2 separate regions of the Rattus norvegicus genome follow, and region 2 is linked to region 1. A link is a contact called in public Hi-C data. All regions are on one chromosome and are shown on one strand. Each heading gives the region's core, a stretch centred on a gene start, on an enhancer-like site or on the middle of the called end of the contact. The rest is flanking DNA. Distances are from core to core; before and after follow the strand shown.

Evidence for each region. A called contact is a pair of places that touch in the nucleus more often than the background predicts.
Region 2: a Hi-C map of liver shows a contact between it and region 1, with 2.8 times the contacts expected there. The contact joins two enhancer-like sites. A contact is called at or near these places in 5 of 12 Hi-C or Micro-C datasets (frontal cortex, hepatocytes, kidney and 1 more).

The regions. Positions count from the first base shown.
Region 1 is chr2:106,582,365-106,589,519 of GRCr8, forward strand. No RefSeq gene overlaps it. Among named protein-coding and RNA genes, the nearest start is that of Tbl1xr1, 140 kb to the right of the region's middle. Within about 2 kb of position 5,222, at least 89 of the 93 cell types and tissues checked have an H3K27ac peak or open chromatin away from gene starts, as enhancers often do. A contact at or near this core is called in liver, where this site is marked.
Region 2 is chr2:106,632,611-106,640,068 of GRCr8, forward strand. No RefSeq gene overlaps it. Among named protein-coding and RNA genes, the nearest start is that of Tbl1xr1, 94 kb to the right of the region's middle. Within about 2 kb of position 1,936, at least 11 of the 93 cell types and tissues checked have an H3K27ac peak or open chromatin away from gene starts, as enhancers often do. A contact at or near this core is called in liver, where this site is marked.

The DNA of each region.
Region 1 (7,155 bases), core at 3,972-6,471:
TATACACATAGCTACATAAATTCATGGAGAAAAGTGATGTAAAATTTGCCAAGGTTAGAGAAGCCTTTCTTCATGAACTTTTAAGTGAATAATGATGGGTATTAGATGACTACACTTTTTCAATCCCAATAGATACATTTTTAAGTGATAGAGTAGTTTGATTCTAAAATGTCGATTTTTGTAGGGCACCAGTTATTATACCTGTTGAGACAACTTCCACTTGGGGCGCCAAGCGGTAACTGTAGCTTCCATTTGCCAGGAGTCAAACTTGTACATGCTAGGCTGGTGCTCTACGATTGAGCTATATCCTAATGATATAGGTCAGTCTTCCAGAGAGTAGCTCTCAACCTTCCTAATGCTGCACCCCTTTCATACAGTTCCTCGAGTTGCAGTAACCTCCAACCATAAAATTATTTCATTGCTACTTTATAACTATAATTGTGCAGCTGTTATGCATTGTACTGTATCTTTGGAGATAGTTTGCCAAAGGGGTCACAAGTCAGAGTTTGAGCACTGCTGTTCGATCAGACGCATGCACCAGACAACTGGACGATAGCAACGATTTGTCTTTTCCTAAGAAAGTAAGCGAAGACCAGGCACAGTGGCATGGGCCTTTAATGCTAGAACATCGGAGGCAGAGGCAGGCTGATCTCTGAGTTTGAGGATAGCCTGATCTGCAGAGGATGAGTTCCAGGACAGGTAGTGTATGTATGTCTGATTTTAAATCTTTTGATTTTTTTTTTTTACACCATCTCATCACTATGTTGTTGAGAACCATTTAAGTTCTGTTCCTTTTGTCTCCATCCCTAGCCATAGGATGACATGCATGACTCTTCCTATCAGTTTAATGAGTGCTACAGATCAAACCCAGGGCCTTGCACACGCTGGGAAGACACTCTATCAACTAAACTACAGCCAACCCAAGAAAAATATTTCAAAATTTATCAATTAGCATATTACATTCAGGTCAACCCAGTTGTCGCTGTGGTTTGTATTGTTTAAAGCTTTTTCCTTTACAAGAAAAAGAGTCATTTGTTTGTTTGTTTAATAAAAAATAAAAACTCCAGAATTTTACTCCAGTTTGGATTTCTTTTGTTGTTATTGTTCTTTGTTTTGTAAGCAAGACAAATTTGATCAGTCAGGACTCCTAAACACCAACCCAGGCTAAACTCATCCAGTTGGCCCTCCGTTTGCTCATCTCTACCACTGCCATTCAAAGTTAAGGTCCCACCCAGGTTTAAGAACCATCAAGGAACATTTCACGGCTAGATGTGCAGAGCAGCCAAGAAGATTTGCAAATAGTAACAGCTTGACACAGAAAGTTTCTGAATCTAATTTTTGAAATTTACTAAAAAACCCATTTTACCTGTTTTCTAATATTTATTAATTTGCTTATTTATAGACGTGGACTTGCTATATAAGACCTCCAACTCGAAATCCTCTTGGCTCAGCCTCCTCCCGGCTGGGGTCATCGTTAAGAACCAACACATCCTATTTCTGTTGTTCTAATTTATTCCTCTAATTTTTAACCAAAAATATCAGTGAGCAATGGATTGAAAATCTTGCCCACAGTTTATGCATTCTGTAATTTATGTATTAATTAGCATACAAAATAACAAGTTTCCTTATGGTGCTTTCAGACTTAATTAGTTTGAATTGGTTCCCTTCCCCCATCTTCTCTCTGCCCCTTCCCCACTTGTACTTCTGCAGCCCCCCTTCCACTTGCAGCTCACATGTGTCTGACTGCCCTCCCTAACCCTCTTCCTTGAAGCTTTTTTCCTCCAACTTGTGGGTCCCTTTCTCGTTTTCTGACCTCTACCCACGCACACTTACTCCCACATAAAGAGTATATGTAAAAATGAAAAGCTAGGATCTGCATATGAGAGAGGACATGCAGTGTTACCTCACCTTTTCATTATCCATAAATCAGTTGACGAACATCTAAGCTAGTTCTGTTGCCTAGCCAATGGGAATAGGGTAGCAATGAATGTGAACATGCTGGTACTTCTGACTCACTCTAGTGAGCTGGGTATGGCAGTTCCCATCTCTACTCACACCTAATGGGGAGATGTACTGGGGAATTGCTTCAGCTAAGTTGTATGGGACCAACCTAAGGAGTGTGGTAAGACCTTTTCTCAAGCTCGGGTGAAGAATTGGCATTGTCGTCGTCTTCCTCAAAGCAAAGGGCATGTTTCAATACTCTCTCTTTCCAAAACCAAGATGAGAGGGCTCTGCACCTGACCCATCTAAAAGAGAAGGAGCCTGTGAGTCAAAGTACACCCGGTTCTAGCCAGTTGACAAATATTTAGTAGAAAAGGCTCAGAGGGAAACCCTTGTTCTCCAAAGAAAACAGAGAAATACCAGAGTCATTCCAGACCATATATGCTCCAACAGTGGGAGGAATGACTTCCTCTATTAGGTTCTGCCCAAACCAGCTTCTAGCTTGTGTCCCTCTGCACAGGCAGAAGTACAGAGCAAGAAGATGATTGCCAGGTACAGAAAATCAGCACCCAGGACCAGATGGATAGAGGAGATCCTTGTCCAACAATAAGTTTTTTATCATCCAGTTGTAATCAGGAGGGGCTCAAGCAAAGACGGGATCAGCTGAGCTAGCAAGTAACTGTGCTATTCGACATGTCCAACCCACTTCAAGGTGCCATGTGTAGCAGAGTACAGCGGAGAATGCATCCCAGCACAAAATCATAAACTTACTTTGATAGATTGATTGATTTGCTTACTTATAATTTGGTTGTGTAGTTCTTGAGCACAGGCTTTGTTTGGCCATACCTGGTTTAAGAGACTCTGCACCCTGAAAACCAAAGAGGCTTGGCACAAGATCAGAACTCCTCTCTGTTAAGCTGTGGGAAGCCCCTAAATAAGTAGTCCAAGGCTAGTTAAAGGTGAAGCTAGACTCCATGCTAACCTACTCTTTCAGAGATTCAGACTCAAGTAAAACTAGATCATTGGCTTTGACGCAGAAAACAATTTCAGGAGAAGCCACAAGGAAGTGGAGTTGGATGGATATTCTTTAATAACAGAAAAAAGACAGGCACTTGGGGGTGGGGGAATAAGATACAACAGAGCTTGCTTATGGGTATGGCTGCTCAAAGAAGAGCCCACATTACTGTCTTTAGAATAGTCATATATAAGATATATATGTCATATATATATATGTATAGTTGCATGATTTTTAAAAATCTTATTTTTTAAAGGGTTGCTAAGGAATTTTGATGAGTTCCCAGAATGGTCCCTGGATGGTCTATGACAGGAATACAATTGATAAGGTTAAAGTAAACCCTGGGTTACAGGGATATGAGAAGGTAGGGCATCTCCACTGCAAACCAAATTAATATCTTTTACCTCTAGAAATGTATGATCATATATTTACATGATATATGTACATTGGTTCACATGCCAGGCTGCAATGTGCTGGGCCTCTCTGGCCATCTAACCTAGCCTACTTCAAGGAGTAGACCACTGGGCTCGAGGTAGAGCCTTTGCTGCTTTTGCTGAAGACCAGAGATGAACCCCCAGTACCTACATCTGGGAACTCCCAACCACTGAAACCACTCCAGTTCCAGGACATCAAACACCCTCTTCTAACCACAATAGGCCCTTGCACACATACATACATACATACATACATACATACACCCATACACATAAAAACAAAACCAAAAAACTGAGAAACTCCCCATCTTAAGCATAAAGTGGGAATCGCCTGGTGAGGAAAGACACTTGAGGTTGCTGGGCCTGCATGCACATACACAGGAATATTGGTTGTATGACAGCAACCTTCACAGCAAATTTCATCTTAAAAAAAAAAAAAAAATCTTCCTTTACAGCTGGCTAGAGGTTTCAACCAGGCTCCAAAGTGAGGGTTCATTTTCTTCCCCACCCCGTAACTTCCATTTTTCTGCATGTCTCACCATTTCAGACACTTCTCAGGCAATCAGGGGGCCATCTTGGAAGTTTTTGCCCCGACTCCCAGCTGTGTGCTCACCAGCTGTGGCTGAATTCAAGAAATGACAGCTTCAGACTGTTCTCCTTCATAGCATTTAGAGGGAAGTTGCCCTAACCTTCTGAATGACGGGCTGCTGGGAGAGAAAACCTTACTAGTTGAGAGGCTGTCTGCTCTGTTTCCTCCAGGGGAGCACTTAAGGACTTTAGATCAGGCAGCTCCCTGCCGGGAGCAGGAGGGGTAAGATGAGGCCAAGGAGGGCCAGCCCTTCCTTCCCCTTGTCATTCTCCAAATTAGGGCTGGCTGCCATTTTTTTTCTCCCCAATTAAAAGTACCGAAGAGAATTTAAAGGAGACCTGTCCTGTGTCTGTAAATAAATAGCCTGTTTGGCCAAACAGAAAAGGCACCATGTTGCGTGAGTTATTGGATGTATTGTCTTTAATATGTGAATGTGTTCTCAAGAACAAAGTGGCAGCAATCTATACATTTAATTAGTATCAAAGCAACTTCAATGTACCGTTCACAGCAAGGGGGAGAGAAGTAAACTGCTTAAATGCATAGACTTAAAAAAAAAAAATCCTCGTTCTAGGCAAAGGAACCACCGGAACAGTAAGATAAAGAGATCTTAATTAACACCAAATCCATCTACTTCCCCTGCTCCAGAACCGAAACAGAATGCTAAGGCAATTTGCTTGGAGAGCAGTTTTGCACCATAAATCTGGGCCGTGTTTTTCTGTGCGTTTGCCCTGCAGTAAGCTTAAAGAGAAACTCAGGCACCAAAACCTTCAGTTCAGCCTTGGAGGCAAAGCAAAGCGCTAATCAGCCGCAATGGTGATTACATAACACCCCACCCCCACCGCCACCCCCACCCCAAGCCTCAAGAGGCAGGGTTTGGCTTCTGGTTAGAGCAAATGCCTTTCTTTTTTGCCTCTGTGAGAGTCATTGAAAATGCTCTTTAAGGACCAAAAGTCAGGGCATGTGTGTTTTCAGAAGAAATGGAGGTCACTTGAGGGTGACTTCTGAGTACACCCCCAAGCCAAAATGAATCTGTATCGATATCTAAAGTGCATCTGCTTTTAGAGCAGAAGCCACCATCTGTTCCTAATTGGTGCCCTGGAGGTACTCCCGGTGGAAAAAAGAGCCGGGCCAGAGCAGCCGCGCCTCCCCGGGGCTGCAGACTCCGCTCTGGGCCTTGCTGGTGCAATCGAGTGCTCCTCTCTTAGATAATGCCAGGTATTCTGGAAAGTAGCCGTGTAATAATACACAAACCCCTGATGATGTCAGCGTGTTATTGACTTTCCAAGTCTGAATGACTGAGCAGAGGAGCGGGGGGTGGGGCGCCATCCATCCGGCGGCGCAGAGACCAGCCGAGCGAAAATGGGCTCACAGTCCGGCGGGGGAGGGGAACTGCGGCGGCTGCCTGGCCAGGCTGGATGGATCTCAGCCGCAGCAGGATCGCCTCCACCAAGTCAAGAGGGGGCCTTGGGCTAGGGAGAAGGGGTTTTCAATGTTATGTTTAGCCAAAAATTCATCTGGCTGATAGAACTGGTCCCACCACCTACCTCCAAGCCCATACCACGCGGCAGAGGAGGTTACAAGGCTAGCAGCAGTCACCAAGGGAAGTAGAGATTGCAAAGGCCTTGCCCCATCCCAACATTTCGACATACACACAAGATACAGTCTTCAAGGTCTGGAAAGCTCCGGGTCCCTTTTCCTGCTGGAGTCCCCGATCCAAGGAGCCTCTAGGAACCTGCACCTCAGCTCTGGTGACATTTTGTAAGCCATGGTGTCCGTGTTTCCTTACAGGTGCACGTGTTTCGTTACAGGTGCACAGTGTAGGCTCCTCTTCCCACCTTGCAAACTGGACCATTGGGTACTCAACCATCTTCAGTGCTAGGTTAACAGAATTTGCATTAAAAGATCCAGAACCACCCCCCCTCCCCCTGTTTGTGCTACCAACTCGGGTGGGGCCAGTGCCACCAAGCTGGTGTCTCCTGGAGCCCTGGCTTTTTTTTTCCCCCCCCCCCTTGCACATCCAGCATACCCAGCTTGGATAGTGACACCAGAGGAGGAGAAGGCCACAGACTGTTTTCCCTGTCGCAGGCCTGTGCAAATGCCACCAAGAAGCCAAGTCTTATTTAGCTCAGGAAGGAAGGGGAGGGCTGGGCCTGTGCAGAGATGAAAGCGAACTAGTGCTTTGGAGATGCAGGACTATTCAAGGCTTCTGAGCTTGGGCTGAGGGCTCAACCTGTTTGTGGACACATCATCGAAGTGGGGAGAGCCATTGTCTTCTGGGCAACTAGGGAGTTATACATCTAGACTTTGCACCTCTCTGTCTCCTTTTTTTCAAATGGGCAACTCTTTCTGGAAACACTGCACTCAGGTCAAAGCCCCTCTTCCTGTTTCAGAAAACAGCCTACAGACTCTTGGTTTCCTAAATTCCACCCTAACCAGCAGCCTCCAGTCCCAGTTGAAGCTGCAGCCCCTTCTAAAGCTCCCACATCCACGAGGTTCCTGAAAGAACCACTTAGTCCAAGAAGGTGGAGACCACACTGGGCCCAGTTCACACTACTCTCCTACCTTGCCCCAGAGGACTGGTCCAGGAGCCTAGTGGTGACATATTTTAATCCAATCAGAAGCCGCCTTAGGGAACTAGAAACTGGAAGTGTAAAAGACAATTTCTCCCAAGGGATAAACTGAAAAACATTACAAAGTTCTACATGACCCCATCTCCTGGCCTGCTGCAGGAGAGACCAACCAGTATGAAGGCAGATATGGTCAGAGAATGAAACAAGAACAAAGCTGAAAAGCCAGCCCAGCAGGGACATTGAGGTTGTGGGTCACAACCGTGTCCCTGGTATAGCCCTCCCTGCCCCATATTCCTTGTGACAGCCTAGTTTTTTTGTTTGTTTGTTTGTTTGTTTGTTTAAACACAAGAAACTCTCCTGTTGTTTAACTTAATTTATATGTGTTACATCCACCCTCAACCCTCAAAGCCAAACTGAGTTTCTTAATCCAAATTGCCCAAGATCTCAGAACTAACTATTCAGACCTGGAGTGAGCCTCACTGTTAGGAGCTGTGTTTCCAGAGTGTTTGTGCCTCAGCCTCAACTCCCACCACCAGATGCTCAGTAAATCTACTGCAGATTGCAGGGGCCCAGTTTGAATGGCAGGGAAGTAGCCCGATGGCTGTT
Region 2 (7,458 bases), core at 686-3,185, 47 kb after region 1:
AATTGGCACAGATTAAGGCTTCAGGAATCCGTAGAAAATAGTATTTTCAAACAATTAATGATGCTACTCAATCACAATGAGATCATCTCCTGATAAGCCCATCACTAGATGAAAATATCACTTAATCCCCATCACCTACGGGACAAACTAGCTAAACAACCATACTGGAGCATATTGGTTGTTTGCATTTGTGATCCCAGGCTGACCACAAACTGAGAGCATGGGAGCCACTGCCCACTGTAAGTCACAGCCCCAGGAGGAAGATCAAAGGCCAACAACCCTAAAGAAAAAAGAAATCACTAACCCCAACCACCTCATCTGTCAACATAAAATAGTTTCATTAGCTGGAAAGTAAAGAAAACCTGGAGAATGAATCAAATTGGAGAACATTCTAGAAATCTTTCCAGCTTTTCCTATTTTTATGGCATCTAAATTGGGTTCTGTTGTTATTTGGCTTGCTTTTTAGTTTATTGAGATAGGTCTTACCTAGGCTAAGATGACTTCTAATTACATAGCTGAGCAGAACTTTGAAGAGTGGATCCTCTTGCCTCTACCTCCTAAATTTGAATATCACAAGAATGCACTATTTGTCTTTACTTATATGGTGCAAAGACAGATCCCAGAGCCTCATCAATGGTAAGCATGCACTCTGCCAACTGAGCTGTATGCCCAGTCCCAGAATTTAAGTGATTGAGCCAGACGCAGCATATACAGGCCTCTCCAGAGATTCCAAGCATGGTGTAGAAACCTCGGCCAGCTTTTGCCTACCCACGACCAGACAACTAGATATCTCTGCTCATCACCCAGCGTATGAGCTTGGAAGCCTGGGTCTGGATTAACTTTTACGAGCCCTATCATTGATCCTACTCAATGAGAATAGGACCATTATCCCCACTTTTGAGCCAAAGTTGAAGTAAGTTTTATTAAATGCTGGCCAAGACTAGGGACACTGGTCAGATCCATACTCAGGATTCCCAGAAAATGGCCTCAAATTATGTTAATCTGGTGATTATAAAGGCACAACCCACAAGGATGTGTACTTGCTGCCTTGGGTGGAAGTATACATCTTGCCTATGTACTTCCTGGTAAATGTGATTAAGCACATTCTGGGCGGTTGGAGCAACCAATCAACCTCGTTTACAAATGTGAAAACATTTTCATGGCTTGTTCTCTTGCACAAATAATAGCCCCCGGGGTTCCAGGAAGTTATCTGTCCATGGACAAGTAGAGCTTATAGGCTAGAGACATTTTTGTTTTATACATTTCTTAAGCACAGTAATTAAAACTTAAAATATAACTTTAGCCCTCACAGTTGGAGTGTATCATTTACCAAGCTGTAAAGGGCAATGAGGTTGTCTGATTTCACAAGATCAGGTTCACAGGATGGTGTCCAGCTTCCCCTGGTGAATGAGTGACCAGAACAAAAGCACTCTTCACCTCTGCTGAACTTGGGTCCTTGAAGGTGGGGCTGACTAGTATCACCAGGCTGCACAATGCTGTCTGGCCACATCTTGGAGCTGGGCACACTCCTCCTCTTTCTCCTAAGGAGGGGTTTATAGCACACACACTGTTTCAAAGCACACACACTGTTTCAAAGAGGAACATTTCCTTAAACTGGACACCTTAGGCTTATCTGTTGTAGAACAATTGACATAAGCTTTGTGAAGATTTGCCATTGAGAAAACACTGGTTATTGAGCCAAGTCCAGTCACTTACATTGGCAGAGCCCACCCTCAGAGTTATCGGAGGCATGGGGTATTCTCTAGAACTTGGTCCTGGTCCTGAGTTAGTGCAAAGACAAATAGTCCTTGCCTAAGAGTTGGTGTTCCAGGCAAAAAGTAGATATGTAGTTGCCAGGATGACTGTCTCCAACTCAGCTGGGTTTGTTATCATCTGTCCTTTTAAAAAGATGTTGGCTCAGGGGACAGACACATTCTGTAGTCAGCCAACGGGTACCCTGCCAAAAATTCTGTGTCAAAAGCTGATGGTGAAGACTGAGGCATGTATGTCAGCCGACAGAGTACTTGCCTAAGGAGCACAAAGACCCAGGATCAATCCCCAGCACTGCATAAAGGAATGTGGTAGCACATATCTGCCATTGGGAAGTAGATGCAAGACAATGGGAAGGTCAAGGTCATCGTAAGCCATATAGAAATGTCAAAGGAAACCCAGACAACTTGAGACCCTGTTTTAAAACAAGGGGGAAGTGAGTAATAAATAGCCACTGATGTTTGGGCATTTGAATTTGTTGTATTTTTCACATATACAGCTATGTATAGCAATGGTATCCTGATTTCAGGACTCTTGACAGAGCAATCTCTACTTTATGGTTGAGTGTAGAAAGAGCTTCCATATTAACCAAGACGAGGGTTGGAGAAGTTTATTCTAAGGGACTATTGCACGCAATCATGGAGACTTGATATGAACCTAAACCTCTTGGGTCAGCATCAGTCTTTAGCACTACCTTCAGTTGACTAGATGGAGCCCATCGTGTCATGAAAAGTAATCTTGCTGTATTAAGAATCCACTGGTTTCTATGTTAATCTCACTCAAAGTTGTTGTTACAGAAACATCTAAAATAATGCTTGACTGAAAATCCAGCCCCATAGCCCAGCCAAGTTGAGATATAGAATGACTCATGATGGTTTCTAAACACCTGCCAGTCTCCTCCAGCCTCTGACACCATTAACCACAAAGGGGGGAGGGGAGATTTTCTCTTTCCCCTACCCATCTCACTGTTAGTCTAGACTCATTACCAAAACCAGACATGAATACTGGGCTCTTACTGTGAAAGCAGAAGGTTTAAAGAGATGGGCGAGAGAAAGTTCCCTTAACACAGTTGAACCTAGCATGAGAAGTAAGAAGAAATGAGAAAATTCAAATGGCACAAGTCACCAGTCTCCTAATGAACATAGCACACTCTGCTGGAGGCCTTCTCTGGCCTACACACTTGCCTGGAAGGCAACAACTCCTTTTCAATTCCTTAAACTGTGGCTTTTCTTCCCCATATCTTCTCCTATGCTCCTTTCCTCCAGGGAGAGTCGTTGTGACATCTGCACACAGAGACACCGTGGGAGGCAACAGCTTTGTCCGTTGGAGTTTAAAGTCTAACACAAACCCTGAGCCTTTATCTCGCTCTTTACTGTTACATAAGGAAACAGTCTTGGCCGATACCCCTTTCTGCGGTCATGAGATGTTTCCTCATTGCTCTTCCCTCAGCAGTCTCACCTTTAACACAGAAGGTGAGAACATGTCTGCCACGTGTATGTACCTCAGGCCCAAGTAGAACAGGGTTTTCATTTTGTTAGACTGAACTAAGGAAGGTTTAGCTACATTGAGACAAACACTCACAGGGTTTCCACTATTCGCAATCTCTCTCACTATGACTGAAGTATAAAGTCATCCATAGTGGCCTTGGGGGATCTTTTGATAGACCGATATAATAGACATAGAACATGTACATTCTGAGGCACTATGGGGAACATATATCAGCAGAAGTATCTACCTAGCATGTTTCCAATTTATTCCCTCTGTTTCTTATTCTCCCAGACTACACTTTCACTATGGGAGCACGCTCCCCATCCACATGTGAAGGCCCTGATCCATGGAGCCTGTGGAGACAGTCACAGATCATCATTGAACTAGACCATACCTCTTCTTGGTGGCACATAGCCTTGGCAGAAAGACTGAGTGGAAATATGCTCTCATATAGCTCAGCAGTTCCACGTAGACATGCATTTCCGGTAAGCATGCCTTCCACTACTTAGACCACGCCAGTGAGGGACTCAGCCGGCACAGAACAAGGAGCAGAAGGAGGAAAAGGATGCAGACAACCCTTCCATTCTCATCTGTCAGCATTCAAGACCCAGTGACATCTCTGCGCTCCCTGGATCTCACTTGTCAGTGTTTCCTGGAAGTCTATAAAGTAAAACAAAGTGTTCATGTTTGGAGTGTCCATCCAATAAATGTCATCTTTATATAGCTGGTTTAATAGTAGGTTTCCAGCACCTGAAAAAAGAGGAGGAGAGACGGAGGCAATCCTCGAAATTATATTATGAGGCACTCTTCAGTCTTGGATTGGGTGAGCAGAGTTAAATGAGATCATTAACATAAAACGTGCCATTTGTAAAGTGAAACTCATAGCTATTATTCTCTAGACATCTTTAACTGGGAGTAAAAATGAATCCTTAAAGACTAACAGATTTTTCATGCTTTATCATTTTCTTATTTTTAGAAAAAATATCCCAAGACTGAGTTTCATATATTTCAAGTCTGACCTCAAACTTACTTTGTAGCTGAGGATGACCTGGAACTCACAGCCTTCTTGCCTCTATCTTACAAGTGTTGGAGTTTCAGACACACAGTACCACTTCCTACAATGTTGGGACTGGAGTCAGGGTTGCATGCTATGCAGACAAGCACTCAACCAGCTGAGCTACATTCCCAGACTGATTTTTTTTCAAACTCTTCATAATACATTACCACAGATATCTCTACCTGTGATTCCCAAGGGTTTTATATAATATAAATTGTTAGATTGATGAGCTCTTGAGTACGAAGCAATGTGTGCAAGTGTGTTGTATACATGTATGAAAATGTCACGATCAAACTCATTAAGGCATGCTAATAAAGAAAAAATAGCACATGCTGCAGAAACAGAATAACAGAATTTAATGAACTGATTATATGTCTCATCTATATATAATGCCTCTACTCTCAGGTGTTTACAATCAGCAAGTCAAGCTCTGCCTCATGGATGTGTTAATTCGAATTAACTGTAACATTATATTTCTTTGCTTTGAGGCTTGAATCAAATTAGCTCAGTCTAGCAACTGACTAAGTCACATTACTTAGAAGTTCTGATTGGCTGCTGTTGATGCTGCAGGCATTTCTCTGAGGAAGCTCACTTGTTGGATGGGTATGCATACAGAAAAATCTGGATGGTCAAACTTAATGAATCTTTAGCAGGAAGTGGTCCCTATAGTTTGGTATGTTTATATAATTTTGCTTGGTTTCACTGTATAGCTACTACAGCTTTGTTGATTAGGGGAAAATATCAGAGTATGGGATAAACACCAAGTGGCCTCGGGATGGTGAGGGAATGGTAACTTCAGGTCAATGGTCTAACATAATCTAGTAGAAGAGTGCTTTTGCATATTCCCCCAATACTAACTCTGACGAATAAGTGCAAAAAGAAGGAGGAGGAGGAGCAGGAGGAGGAAGAAGAGGAGGAGGACCAGGAGGAGGAAGAGGAGGGGGGGAGGAAAAGTTGCATGTAAAAATAGCCCATTGAGAGAGGATTCAGGGTGTAAAAGTGCTTATCACAAAAACCTGACAAGCTGAGTTCAAGTTTGGTGCCCATGTAGAGGTGAAGAAATGATTCCACAAAGTTGCCTTATGACTTGCACATATACACAAAATGAAAGAGAAAACAACAACATGTAATTCTTTAAAGGGCCAGGTTTACTTGGTTAACACTGAGACAAATAGATGTCTTTGTTTACGGGAGGAATTCTCAGAGACTTGAACATTTCATACTTTGCTAGAATTTAACCCAGTTTTATCTGCTAAAGGCATTTGATGAACCCAGTAGACCATCAAATATACTTTGAGAAATGTTGGCCCTAGTAAAGTCTCAACTGGCAGCTTCTTACTTCTTTTGGTTTGTTTGTTTGGGTTTTGGTTTTTTGAAACAGGGTTTTGCTATGTAGCCCCTAGCTTAGATGTAACAATCGTTCTGCCACAATCTCCTAAAGTGCCAGGATTACAGGCACAAGTCATCATCCTCAACTTAACAGAGCTTCTTAATTCATTTAAGCAGCCCACAAGTAGATTTTTCACTGGAGCTGGTCTTGTCTCCCGGTAGGATATGTGACATTAGAGTCACTTCATATGCACACTCAAAAGACTTTGGCGTGCATTTACCTTCTCTTTATTTCTATTATCAAAGTGCTGTTTCTGGGACTCAGAATGGAAACTGTGTCAGAGTACTCACTCACATAGAATTCACGAAGTCCTGGGTTCTGTCCCTAGCCCCTCACAAAACAGATATGATGGCATAGCCCTGTAACCTAAACACTCAGCAGGTAGAGGCAGGAGGATCAGAAACAGAAGCCATTATCTACACAGCAAGTCTGAAACCAACTTGGACTACATGGTTCCTTGTTGTGTTGTTGCTGTTGTTGTTATTTGTAAAAAAAAAAAAAAAAAGAAAGAAAAAAAGAAAAGAAAAAGAAAAGAAAAAGAAAAAGAAAAAAGTGAGTTCTAGTAGAGCCAGGGCTACACATTGAAACCCTGTCTCACACACACACACACACACACACACACACACACACACACACACACACACAATTTTAGGGATGGAGAAATGGCTTGATATGGTGGGTAAAGCTTGCTGCACAAGCATGAGAATCTGAGTTTTGATCCCAGCACCCACAGTACACAGTGGCATGCAACCATACCCCAGGGCTGGGGATTAGGAACAGGAGGATCCCTGGGGTTTGCTGGCCATCTAGTTTAGGCTGATCGGTGAGTCCAGATTTAATGGAGGACACTGTATCAAAAGTCAGGATACCTGGCTTCCACATTTGCACATATGTTCGAGTGCACATTAAATGCCCTTGGAGAAATGAATCCAAACTATAAGAAGATGCCCCAGCCAAGTCACAGCCTGAGCTATAGGTAAGCCTGGTACAATCCTGGGCAGTCAAACACAGAGCTAGAAGCTCGGTCCTCCTGCCTTTAAGAACTGTCAACGCAGAGTCCATTCCTCTGAGTTCTATTCTGTGGCCCCAGTGGCTTCTCTTTCCTGATGGTCACGAATGCTGCTCTATGTCCACAGTAACCTTCCCCTCCACCCCCCGACTTCTTCTTTCTTTTTCTGTTCCTTAACTTCTCTTTTGCCACATCCCCCTCCTGCTATTTTTTTTTTTATTTCCTCTTCTCTGCTTGTAATCTAAATGTGAACTTTATCTGATGGGGGTGGTTGGGTCAAAGTTTGCCATAACCTTGTGAAAGAAGAAAGAGGTTTTTTTTCCTTGCAATTTCATGCCTTAGGATCTGAATGACTGCAGACACCGCAGCAAAGAGGAGAAAGAACATTCCTTCTTTTTTTCTTCTTCTAATAACTGGCGCTGGTATGTAAAGAGAACATTAACACCACAGAGCTGTGACGTCTTTGTGCTTTTGCAATTGAGGAACACTTCTTCAAATCAATTCATTTGAGACAAAGAAAAGTTATTTGTAGACATAGGATGCATGAAACACAACTGAAAACCACTTCCTTCATTCTTTGCCTGTTCCGTGAGGCTGAGATCCCTCCACTGGATTTAGAGCCATCCTTGTCTGGTCCCTAATGGGCCTACCAAGAAAGAAGCTCTGTGCTGGCAATATCTTTCCAGGCAAGTCTCCCACAATGTTAATCTGATAAGTCTAGGTTTAAAAACACTCAGAACTCCT